Regions from separate parts of the Zea mays genome. Here region 1 is linked to region 2. Evidence: chromatin contacts called from public Hi-C data. All regions are on one chromosome and are shown on one strand. Each heading gives the region's core, a stretch centred on a gene start, on an enhancer-like site or on the middle of the called end of the contact. The rest is flanking DNA. Distances are from core to core; before and after follow the strand shown.

Evidence for each region. A called contact is a pair of places that touch in the nucleus more often than the background predicts.
Region 1: a contact with region 2 is called in a Hi-C map of ear, with 2.9 times the contacts expected there. The contact joins two enhancer-like sites. A contact is called at or near these places in 3 of 25 Hi-C or Micro-C datasets (ear, endosperm and leaf).

The regions. Positions count from the first base shown.
Region 1 is chr6:70,920,734-70,925,877 of Zm-B73-REFERENCE-NAM-5.0, reverse strand. No RefSeq gene overlaps it. Among protein-coding and RNA genes, the nearest start is that of LOC100272818, 47 kb to the right of the region's middle. Within about 2 kb of position 1,442, at least 16 of the 20 cell types and tissues checked have an H3K27ac peak or open chromatin away from gene starts, as enhancers often do. A contact at or near this core is called in ear and leaf, where this site is marked.
Region 2 is chr6:70,591,428-70,596,630 of Zm-B73-REFERENCE-NAM-5.0, reverse strand. No RefSeq gene overlaps it. Among protein-coding and RNA genes, the nearest start is that of LOC100274906, 85 kb to the left of the region's middle. Within about 2 kb of position 1,975, at least 18 of the 20 cell types and tissues checked have an H3K27ac peak or open chromatin away from gene starts, as enhancers often do. A contact at or near this core is called in ear and leaf, where this site is marked.

The DNA of each region.
Region 1 (5,144 bases), core at 193-2,692, 330 kb before region 2:
ATTACAAAATTATAGGAATTGGAATGAATTAAAAAGGAGCTAAAATAAAATTTATATGGAATTTACAAGTTCCTATAATTTTTTTTGTGTTAAAATCAATTTCTGATATTATTTATATGGTTTTCTTTATTATCTGGATTGCGCATCAATTTTCAGAGAGCACCGGGGTGAAAGTATAAAATGTCTATAGACTCAGAACTCCCCTGTTGTGGACTGCGGGTTTTATTCTATAAAAACATAAGGGCTCTTATTCGAATCTGTCCCGCGAAGGGGTATCCGCTGACCAGGACCGTCAGATCGAAACTTAAGGGATCAGATTAGATCTGATCACCACGCAGATGGCTACATCAGCACAGCCACAGGATTAAAAATCGACGGCATGGATCCAAAGCAGAACGGATCATCCGGAAACCGATCGATCGCCGATCGACGGTCAAGGCGCGCCAGATCGAAACGGTACGCCTGATTAAATCTAGACCGTCCGTTGATTGATCTACGGTGGTGAAACGAAATGGCCGTGATCTAATCAGGAGCGTTGTCACAAAATCCGACGGCCCCGATCTTCCTGGTCCAAATCGGTACGCCAGATTTAATCGCAGCCGCAGGCATCTAATCCAACGACGCACGCCTCCCACCACTATCACTCTCACCAGACGCCCCGCCGGCCGCCGCGCATACTAACCAGAACACGGTGGCGCCATTGCCGTTCATCCCCGTCCACGCGATACACTACCCTATACCTCAATTCGATGGAGCAACACGCTGAGAGGAGGGAGACGAACATAGGGGAGACTCACATTTACTAGCCCAAGACGAGGTGGTGCCCGATCACGGTAAGGAGCGGACAAGCGGTGGGACGCAACACCGACGACGAATCCCCGGAGCCCCAGCGACCAATCCTTGGTGGCGGGTCTTTGGAAATCTTTCCCCCGGCACTGCGAAGCTTGCAGGCGAGGGATTGGCACCCAAGCGGAGGCGGTGATGGGAATCCCACGGCGGCGGCGCGATTTTCCCCTCTCGGGTCACGACTATGGCAGAACGGCAATGGAATTACTGCGGTGCTGAGGGCAGTAGCAGAGGGTGCAGGTACCCTGAGGGAGAGGTCATATCCCTGGACGAGAGGCACTGGCCGAGTCTTATAGGCCGCGAGATAGTAGCCGGGGCAGGTGAGAGGCACACGCAGATTGCGGCAGGGTTGCTGCGTCCGCGCGGGCGAGGGTCTTCGGTGATTTTCCCGAAGTCTGATCCTGGCGCGATTCAGTTACGCAGCTGAGCAGAGAAAGGGAGGAGAAATCTGACCGAACCGGCCATCCGCGATCCTCCCAGGAAGCTCGGTGAATCCGTTACAGAGAAGGAGACGGAGCTGGCAACCTGGGTCCACATAACAGCGGCATCGCGCTCACGCGGGCGAGTCCAGTGTCGGGCCCATCGGCCAGTGGAATGCAGAGCGCAGCGCGGGGGTGAGAGGCTGCACTTGGGCCCGCGCGGTCGGCGCCAGGAGCTCATAGAGGGTTGGGCTGCGCAACAGGAAATGGGCCGAGTGGTGAAGCTTTTGGCCCAAGTGAACAGGTGTTCCTTTCTTTTTTCTATTTATTTCCTAATCTCTTTTCTTCCTCTCCAATTTCATATTTCCATTTCAAATTTACATTCCATTCTTGTGTCAAATTTACCCGTAAATTAAAAGTGCAACTTGACTATACCCAAACATGAGATAAATTTATTTATTTATATTTTTGTTTTGGTGTTGTATAATATTCTTTTCTTTTCGTCTCCATTTCTTTTCTTATTTATTTTCTATCTTATATTTGATTTACAAATTTCAAGTTTGAGTCAAAATAAAGTTTAAGAACTCAAATCATTAATACATAATCAAAATCAATTATGAAGCGATAGATATATATTTATTTTAATTATTTTATTTATTTGATAGATGTTAGAACCATGAAAAACACTCCTATTGTTCTTTTTTTAAAAAAAATAGTATTTTGATGGTGGAATTGGGATTAAAGTTACTTCAACATTAAATATTCATGTAAATGATTGCTTATGGTGCATCATTTCATGAAATACATAATCATTTGGTTGAATAGAAAAATTCTCTATTACTCCTCTTCTAAAATAGTTCTTGGTTTTCAAGATTCTGTCCTCAATTTTCATAACTCAAGTATGATTTGAGATGTCTGAATTTGCTATTTTATTTTCTTCATATATTTATTTTATTATTATTATTTTTTCCTACCAAATTTAGGTCTTACATGCAAGGAACACAGGCCAAGCAAAAGTACATTTATGGCCCTGATACCTACACATTACCCTAATACAAGTATCAAGGATTAACGAGTCTTTTCCTCACTGGCTCAATGTCACGTCTGACCTTCGTAACCATCTTGAGCCAAAGCTATAATCCTTCGGCGCTTTGCGCATGCCTGTTGCAGCTTCGGCGCTCAGTCCCTTTGGTTGTAGACGATTCCTTTGTCATGAGGACCTTCGGCAGAGGAGACTCCCAACAAATAACATCCCAGTATATGGTAAGATGCTTCCAGCCTGCGCTAGTGCTTTTGGTTCGCCCATCTTTTCCAAAAGGCAGTGGCATGTGTTGAGCACCATTTGCGGCACTAGGCATGGCCGGACGGTTCGACACTATGGCCGGACAGTCCAGGCCACGAACGGTCCGCGATTAGATCAGATCAGGTGTAATTAACCCCCTTTCCGCGCGTATTTATCCATCTAAACTCACGGATCCTGTTGGGAAATGCCTAGGAACGGGTACAAACCTTGCCTCTCTATATATGAAAGAGTACGACCAATTGCGGGAATCATCAATCGAACCAATCAACTCGTTTATCAATTCCTTTACTTTTCTTTCCCTACGAGTATCTAGAAACGTAGCTTTCTTCATCTCAATCTTCACCTCTTTGCGACTCTACGTCGTCTAAAGGCGTCTTGGATGACATGCCGATCCTAAGACAAACTCTAGTATCTCTCCTTCCTGATAGGGTCCCTCCTAGGGGGGCGAGATCCAGGTGCCGTTGGCAAACGTCGCCAGCCCTGTGCACATGGGGATTGTTTGGCCACCAGGCGTGGACCGTCCGGCTCGGCGCAGGAAACCCCTCTCCTGCTGTACAGGTCGCGGACCGTCTGGCCCTAGACCACGAAGCGTCCACACGACCACAGAGATCGAGCCCGCCGAGCGGACTAACTCCGGCGAGATCCATACTAACATGCATTATGTTTCTTCACGGTGTAGGGAACATGTACTTTCCTTGGGAAGAAGGAAGGCATCAAATAAAGTCGAAAATACGTAGTAGTAGAGGAGTGCTGGAGTTGTCCAAAGCTACGTTAGAAATGAACAAATCTAGTATTACAGGACAAAGTGAAGATAGAGATGCAAATGGAATCTCGTTTGTGGCATATTTGGCCTCCTTTTACAGCGAGTTTCATCTATAAATAAGGACTAGTTAGTTGACCATGGGTTTTGAATTATTTGTATATGTATTTAATATATCTCTCCGTTACCAAACAACCATACGTACGAGTGTGGGGAGAGGGCACGAAGCTTTAAAGGTTTAGTAGATTATTGTTAGCCATGTGCTCTTCTGGATCTTGGACAGTCTTTGCTTACATATAATACATTCCCCTCCCTTTTCTCTGTCGTCTTTACCTTTGGTATTTCTTTTCCCTCTCTTTATTTTCCCAAAGGAAGGCCACTCGTTTTAATTTCATGAAGTTTAGGACAGCCTTTGTTTACAAGCATGCAAGATCCTCTCTCTCCCTTTGGCATCGATCTGATCCATTCGCCGAAGGGAGGACACGTGAGTACAGGACCAAGACTCTCTCTCTCGTCATTTTCAGTAGACCTATGCTCTAGCTGCTTTAACACCAATCGGTGGCAGTTTACTGCATCAGCTTTAGTTAGGTTACATATGCATACTACTGGGAGCATTTTGTTGTGCCTACTACCAAAGTCATCATAATCTAAATATGTGGACATGTACATAGGACCAAATAATGAAGGGCGTACTGTCCTGGACCAGGAGTCTCATTTTCATGAACCATAGCACAGTCTTTGTTTACAGGATCTCTTTTCTCTTTGTATCCCTTTGGCATCCGATTTTTTTTTTTGTATTCTCTTTGCCAAAGGAAGGGCACGTGCACATGACAATGACACGTTGTCTCGTCTTTTCCTATGTGCACGGTACTGTTAGGACATGCTGTCTTCTTTGGGGCTCGTCTCGTGCAGTGTGCACACGTTCGGTCGTGGCGAGGCAATGATGCATTTTGTTGGTTTCAGGTTTCCATCTCGTGTGTGCAGAGACTTGGTTGGCAGCTCCGCCTTGCATGCTTGCTCGGCGGGATTTCGTCGGTGTCTCCGCCTCGCTCGCTTGCTCGATGGAGACTTAGCCAGTTATTTACCATGAGCCGAGCCACGTCACCTAAAATAACTTAATGTTTACTAGAATAACTTAATGATGTTTAGACTTTGGAATGACTTAATGTTACCTAGAATGACTTAAATGTCGTCTGGACGCTAGAATGACTTAATATTTTCTAGAATGACTGAACCAATAACAAATAAATGTCTCAGAAAAACATGAAAAAATGGCTGAAAAAATTAACTTAACCTTTTCTGGAAAATGATTTAATATTTACTAGAATAACTTAATGTTTACTAGAATGACTTTGCTTGGACTCTAAAATAACTTAATGTTGGCTGAATGCTAGAATGCCTTAATATTGTCCGCGAGTCTATCTATGGACACGGTTGTACATGGTGTGGCTCCGTCCACCACACGCCTTGTGTTTTCTCCCATCATACACAATAAATACGTTTGGTATGTCATGCTGTCTCGTCTTTTCCACTGTGCGCGGTACTATTGGGACTCCTATGTTGAAGTCTTCCTCGGGGCTTGTCTCGTGCAGTGTGCGCACGTTTGGTTGTGGCAAGGCAATGATGCATCGTGTCGCGGTGTGCGTGGGCTCACATCACTGGGTTCAGGTTTCCATCTCGTGGGTGCAGAGACTTGGTCGGCAGCTCCGTCTCGCTGGCTTGCTCGTCGTGGACTTTGTCTACACCTATTTATATATAGGGTGGATCTATTCATCATCTAAGGCGATAGACCAGGGGTCGATCACCTGGACCCGAC
Region 2 (5,203 bases), core at 726-3,225:
AGATAAGTAAGAATGAATCAGAGTAAGGTAAGTAGCTAAGGGTTGTCCAATTCTATCTAGGTTTCGTCCTACAGTCAACATTTCCTCTGATACCACTTCTATAACACCCGGGCTTTAAGGAACACAGCCGGGTGCATCTCATACATGCGCCAAGAAGACAACATAAATAATAACAGAGTGTACAGAGATAAATATCACAATAACATCAGAGTATTTATTACATAGCGGAAGTCTTATTACAAAATAAAAGATAAATATAAAATGAACTAAGGATCATCCTTAGCGCAAGTCAACTGGGAAACACCACCTAGATCAGATCAAACTCCTCGCTTTGTGGCTCCTCCTGAACCACCTGTTCTTCTCCTGTGTGGGGGGTTCTGAGACAGCAAGGGTGAGCTCACACATGATCATAGCTCAACAAGTTGTGGGGAAACCAGTGGGCATGAACTCACCAAATGTGGAAGTTCATGTGATGGGTAAGGCTAATCAACAACAGGGGTTAAAGCTGAGCATTGCTTTTAATTAGTTGGTCAAAATTTTATTAGCAGTTACTAAATGTAAGTAAATACCAAACCATAATAAAAGTAATAGAACAAAATTAATAAATAATCCCATGCAAATGTCAAATTGAATTTAAGTTCCATAAATTAATCATGCGAGAGTCCTGAGCTACTCATGACCGCGAGCACGGCTAGTATACAAGTTTTACACTCTGCAGAGGTTGTACCCTGTACCCACAAGTCATATTACCCATCTGCCAAGGGATCGCGACTCCCATACACCTCTACCAAGGAAGCGAGGCAGGGCAACACTATGAGGCCTTTACAAAGTTCCACTAGCTTCCGAAAACCCGCTACAGTTTATGGGAAGAGCACTTGCAAGAATCTCCTGTCTGACTGCCATCGCAGCAAAATCAACCCGAGAACCTTCTTGCATGCAACTCCCCTACTGCCCTTGCCCCTTTTGGGTAAGATAGTCTTCCACTAGCTTTCCTAATTAGTCAGCCAAGGGCATTCCATACTACCCTTGTGGCGGCACGTGTTTCTCAAGTTAAGCTTCATGTTCCAATTAACATTAATGATCTTGACATGAACATAAATAGAATAACAAAATAACTGGAACATGGATATAATGAAAGATTATCCCAAAACCATGTAAAGCAATAGCAAAACTACCCATGTGATTCCGGGATAACAAGGTAAAGAGATAAACAGTCTAGGGTGACCTATCGAGTCCCATCAAAATTAAACCTATGCATGAATAAGTGGTATTAAAGAACATTATTGGGTAAAAAGTGGTCAAGGGCACAACTTGCCTTCAATGAGCTCCTGCTCAGCTACTTCTATCTGCTGGTCACCAGGATCCTAAGTCACAGGTTCTTCTACTCGCCACAATACAAACAAGCACAATGTATTGAGAATATTAACATCACACCAAACATGTAAACAAAATATATAAACGTAAACTACACATTAAAATAAAATCCTAGGAACATGAATCGTTATTTTTGGAGTTATAGATTTTAAGATATGAATTTCTAAAGGTTTTATGTGCTTAAAATAGGATTAAATGGGAAATTAATTTTCTTACTGTTTTCATGTCAAAACAGAGACTTTTAGTGATAGAGAATAATATTACAAAATTTTAGAAACTAGAATGGATTAATTTGGACCAAGTATGAATTTTCTATAAATTTATCAAGTTTCTGCAATAAATTTAAAACTAAAATTCATTTTCTAACTGATTTTATGAATATAATTCACTGTCTGGACCTCGAATCAATTTCCAGAGAGTCCAGGGTCTATGGTGCAAATATTTCCAAGACTCAGAACTACCTCTGCATGGACGGCGGGTTCGTTTTCCTAAAACAGAGGGTCTTATGTGCAAAACTGTCGCGGACGAAGGGGTACGGGTGACTTCTGGCCGCTAGATCCAGAACCGAGGGCCCGGATTATATCCTCCATAAACTGAAACGGTACGCGACCAGAGCGGTTGGATCTGAGATCCACGGTCCAATTTCCCCAATCCCATGATCTAATCCACGCTATTGGATCCAAATCCAACGGTCCGGTGTACTTTCTCACGTGATCTAATCTACGCCCGTCAATCCCGATCGGACGGCACGAATCTTGTCTTCTACTCCGCGGCCAGGAGACGGCGGTGGCCGTGCCCGAGCTCCACGGCGGAGCCATGGCAGAGGCTAGCAACTACGCGCTCCCGTGCCCGAAGTCGTGATTTGGACCGCGATACACGATGCAACTGGAAAGGCGAACTAGATGGCGGTTTTGTTACCTCAATTCGGGCAGGCGGTGGCTCTGCCCACGCATTGGCGCGGCTCAACAGCGATGCAGCGACCCCGGCGAGAAATCCCCGTCGCTCCGGTCGCCAATCCCGCACGGAGATGCCCCAAATCGTTTCGGCAAGCCCAAGGGAAGCTCTGCGACGAGATTCCACGCCCAAGATGAACAAATTCGAGGCTACATCCGCTGCGCGTTCACGACGATATCTGGTGGTGCTCCTCTCTGGCCGTGAGCGCACGAGCCTACAATTCAGGGCGTGGATGGATTGGGGCTAGCGCGGGGCACACACGCATTATACTGTGAGGAGGAGAGAATTCCGGCCACGATCCCATCCCGGAGAAATCAGTGCGCCCGCCAGACTCGCGCGCTATTGAGGGGGAAGAGGGCTGACCGAACGGGTCCTCTAGATAGAGACACAATCGTGATGTGTGAATAGAACGCGGGCCCGGTTTGACAACAGCGCGCGCGGGGTCCGACGTGGCTGACGGCAGAGCCCCACGCGACACAGAATGGCCAGGAGACTTGCGCGGAGATGATGTGGGCTGGCGCGGAGGGGGTTCCTGGTGGGCCGAATGAAGGATCCGAGGCCCAGGTGAGGTTCTTTTCTTTTTTAATTTTTTAATTTTCTGTTTTATTCATAAATATTTTGAATACAAATTTGAATTTGAGTCTGAGTTTCTCTTTTGAACCAATTATACAAGTTTAAACCCTAATGTAGAAATATATTTTTATTTCCTTATTTTTATCTACGAAATATTTGTTTGCTTCTCTTTTCTATATTCTAGAGTTTCTTTTAGATTCTAAATTTCTTTCTTTTTGACTTTAATAAATTCCTTGTCACATTATTTTCATATTGTCACACAATGCACACAAAACAAAATTCCAGCATGATGCATGATTTATTTGAGTGTTCTTTTGTTAATTATTTATTGGTGTAAGTGAGGTGTCCACATGAAATAATAAATAGGGACAACACATATATATAATGAAATATAATTTCTCCTTTTAGACTTTTCTTACCAAGTGGGTATTACAATGTCCTACGGTGTGGCGCAACCGCGGTGAAGGATCTACATCCCGATGACGGCCGCTGTAACACCCTAGGTGTTTATATTCCACTCGACAACGAGTATGGATTTAAGCGCGTAATATCAGTGGATAAAACAGATGCTAAATTTTAAATATCTTCGCCTATCATGCTTTTAATATCGCATCTGTTTCGTCTGTCGCGAGTTCGACATCATTTTTATCGGTCCGGGCTCGTCCTAAATTTTCGTGATGTTTTGAACATCGTTGTTCCGAAAATCAGTGAGTCCAGTGATTATTTAAAATTCATCGCTCGCGCAAATCCGAATTCAGAAGCCCGACTCACTTGGATGATTTTTATCTCGGACAGATTAATTTGAACTCGACGACTAAAATACTCAGTGCAAAATAATCCGAATCGTGCGTCGTCTGAGTGAAATCGTACGCGAGGATATGATTCAATTTATCCTTGAGCACGTTGTTTTGACGACGAAATCGCGTATGCATTAGCGGATTTGGCTTCGGCTAATCACGTAGAGCAGATTAAAATACCGAAGCCGAACTCGTTGCAATTTGATCCGTTTACATCGTGGCCGGAATAGTCACGAAAATTATCCAAACGAGATTCGAACAGAACCGTCTAAGCTGTTATTCCTCTAACTCTATGCTTCATGATTCGGAAAATAAGATGTATAGCTGTATTACGCGTCGACTCTTTAATCATCACTAAAAATCCCGATCTAAAATATCTGTGACCTCTAAAAAAAGAAAAAAAAGAAAAAAAAAAGAGAATGATCCCGCCGTCCATATCCTTCCGCCGCCCCCTCCCCTGGGATTTTTCTGGCGCCGCCGCCCCTGGATTCTTCAAAATCCTGTCGCTACCTCCAAGCTTCTTCTTCTCCACAGCGTTGCGGCTCTCTCCAGCTCGCTCAGTTCTCCCATGGCGAGCTCGCTGGGGATGCCCCTGCCCCAGCCGCCCTCCCTGCTTCTTCTGCCCTGGTCGGTGTTCCTCTCTCTCTCCTCATCTCTGTGGCCGGAGCTCCCTCATCCGGTCATCCCCTCCTCTCGGCATCTTCTCCCTGCTGTGCTCGCCGGCTCCCTGCGCGCAGCTTGGCCGCGTGGCTCTCTGGATCTCGCCCCTGGCTCGGATTTCCTTCCCCAGCCGAGATCCCTCCCTGTTCGTCTCTGCTCCGGCGTCAGGTCAAGCTCCCCATGGTGCTGTCGCCCTCAAGCTCGCGCCATGCTCTCTCTGCTCTCTCTGACGCGCGTCTGCTCCAGCTCGCCCCACCGTCGAGCTCCCTTGCGCGCGCGTCCCCAGCCCCTGCTCTGCTCATCCATGGTCGCACGCTCCTCCGGCACGCGGAGCTCTTCCCTACTTCCGTTCTGGTCGCGCCCTGGCCCCTGCTCAGACGGCGCTCGGTCTGCACTGCTCCCAGTTTTCTCTGCGCCATCTTCCTCAGCAGCCGTGCGGCTCTTCCTCTGATCCGCACTTCCTCCAGCTCACCTCCACTCCCTGCCCTTTCTTCTGCTTGATTCGCTGGAGCTTTCACTTCTCCTCCCATGGCGCGCCCAGCTGCTCCTCCCTCAGCTCGGCTCCCCAGCGCCCTACCGGTTGCCCCCTGGTGAGCGCCCGTGACTTCCCCCTCTAGTTCCCTGCTTGGCCGCCCCATCGCCATGGCCGCTCCTCTCTACTCGCGATGTGTTGCTCCTACGCGCCAGGACGTCCACCGAGTTCGTCCGTGGCTGCGGCATACAGCTCATCCCATCTCCCTCACGCCGTTTTCCCCAGCCGCACCGTCACACTGGTTCCGGATCTCCCGGCGTGCCCCTGGAGGCTCCTCGCCGCGTGCCCAGCCGTCATGCTCCCCTGCGCGTGG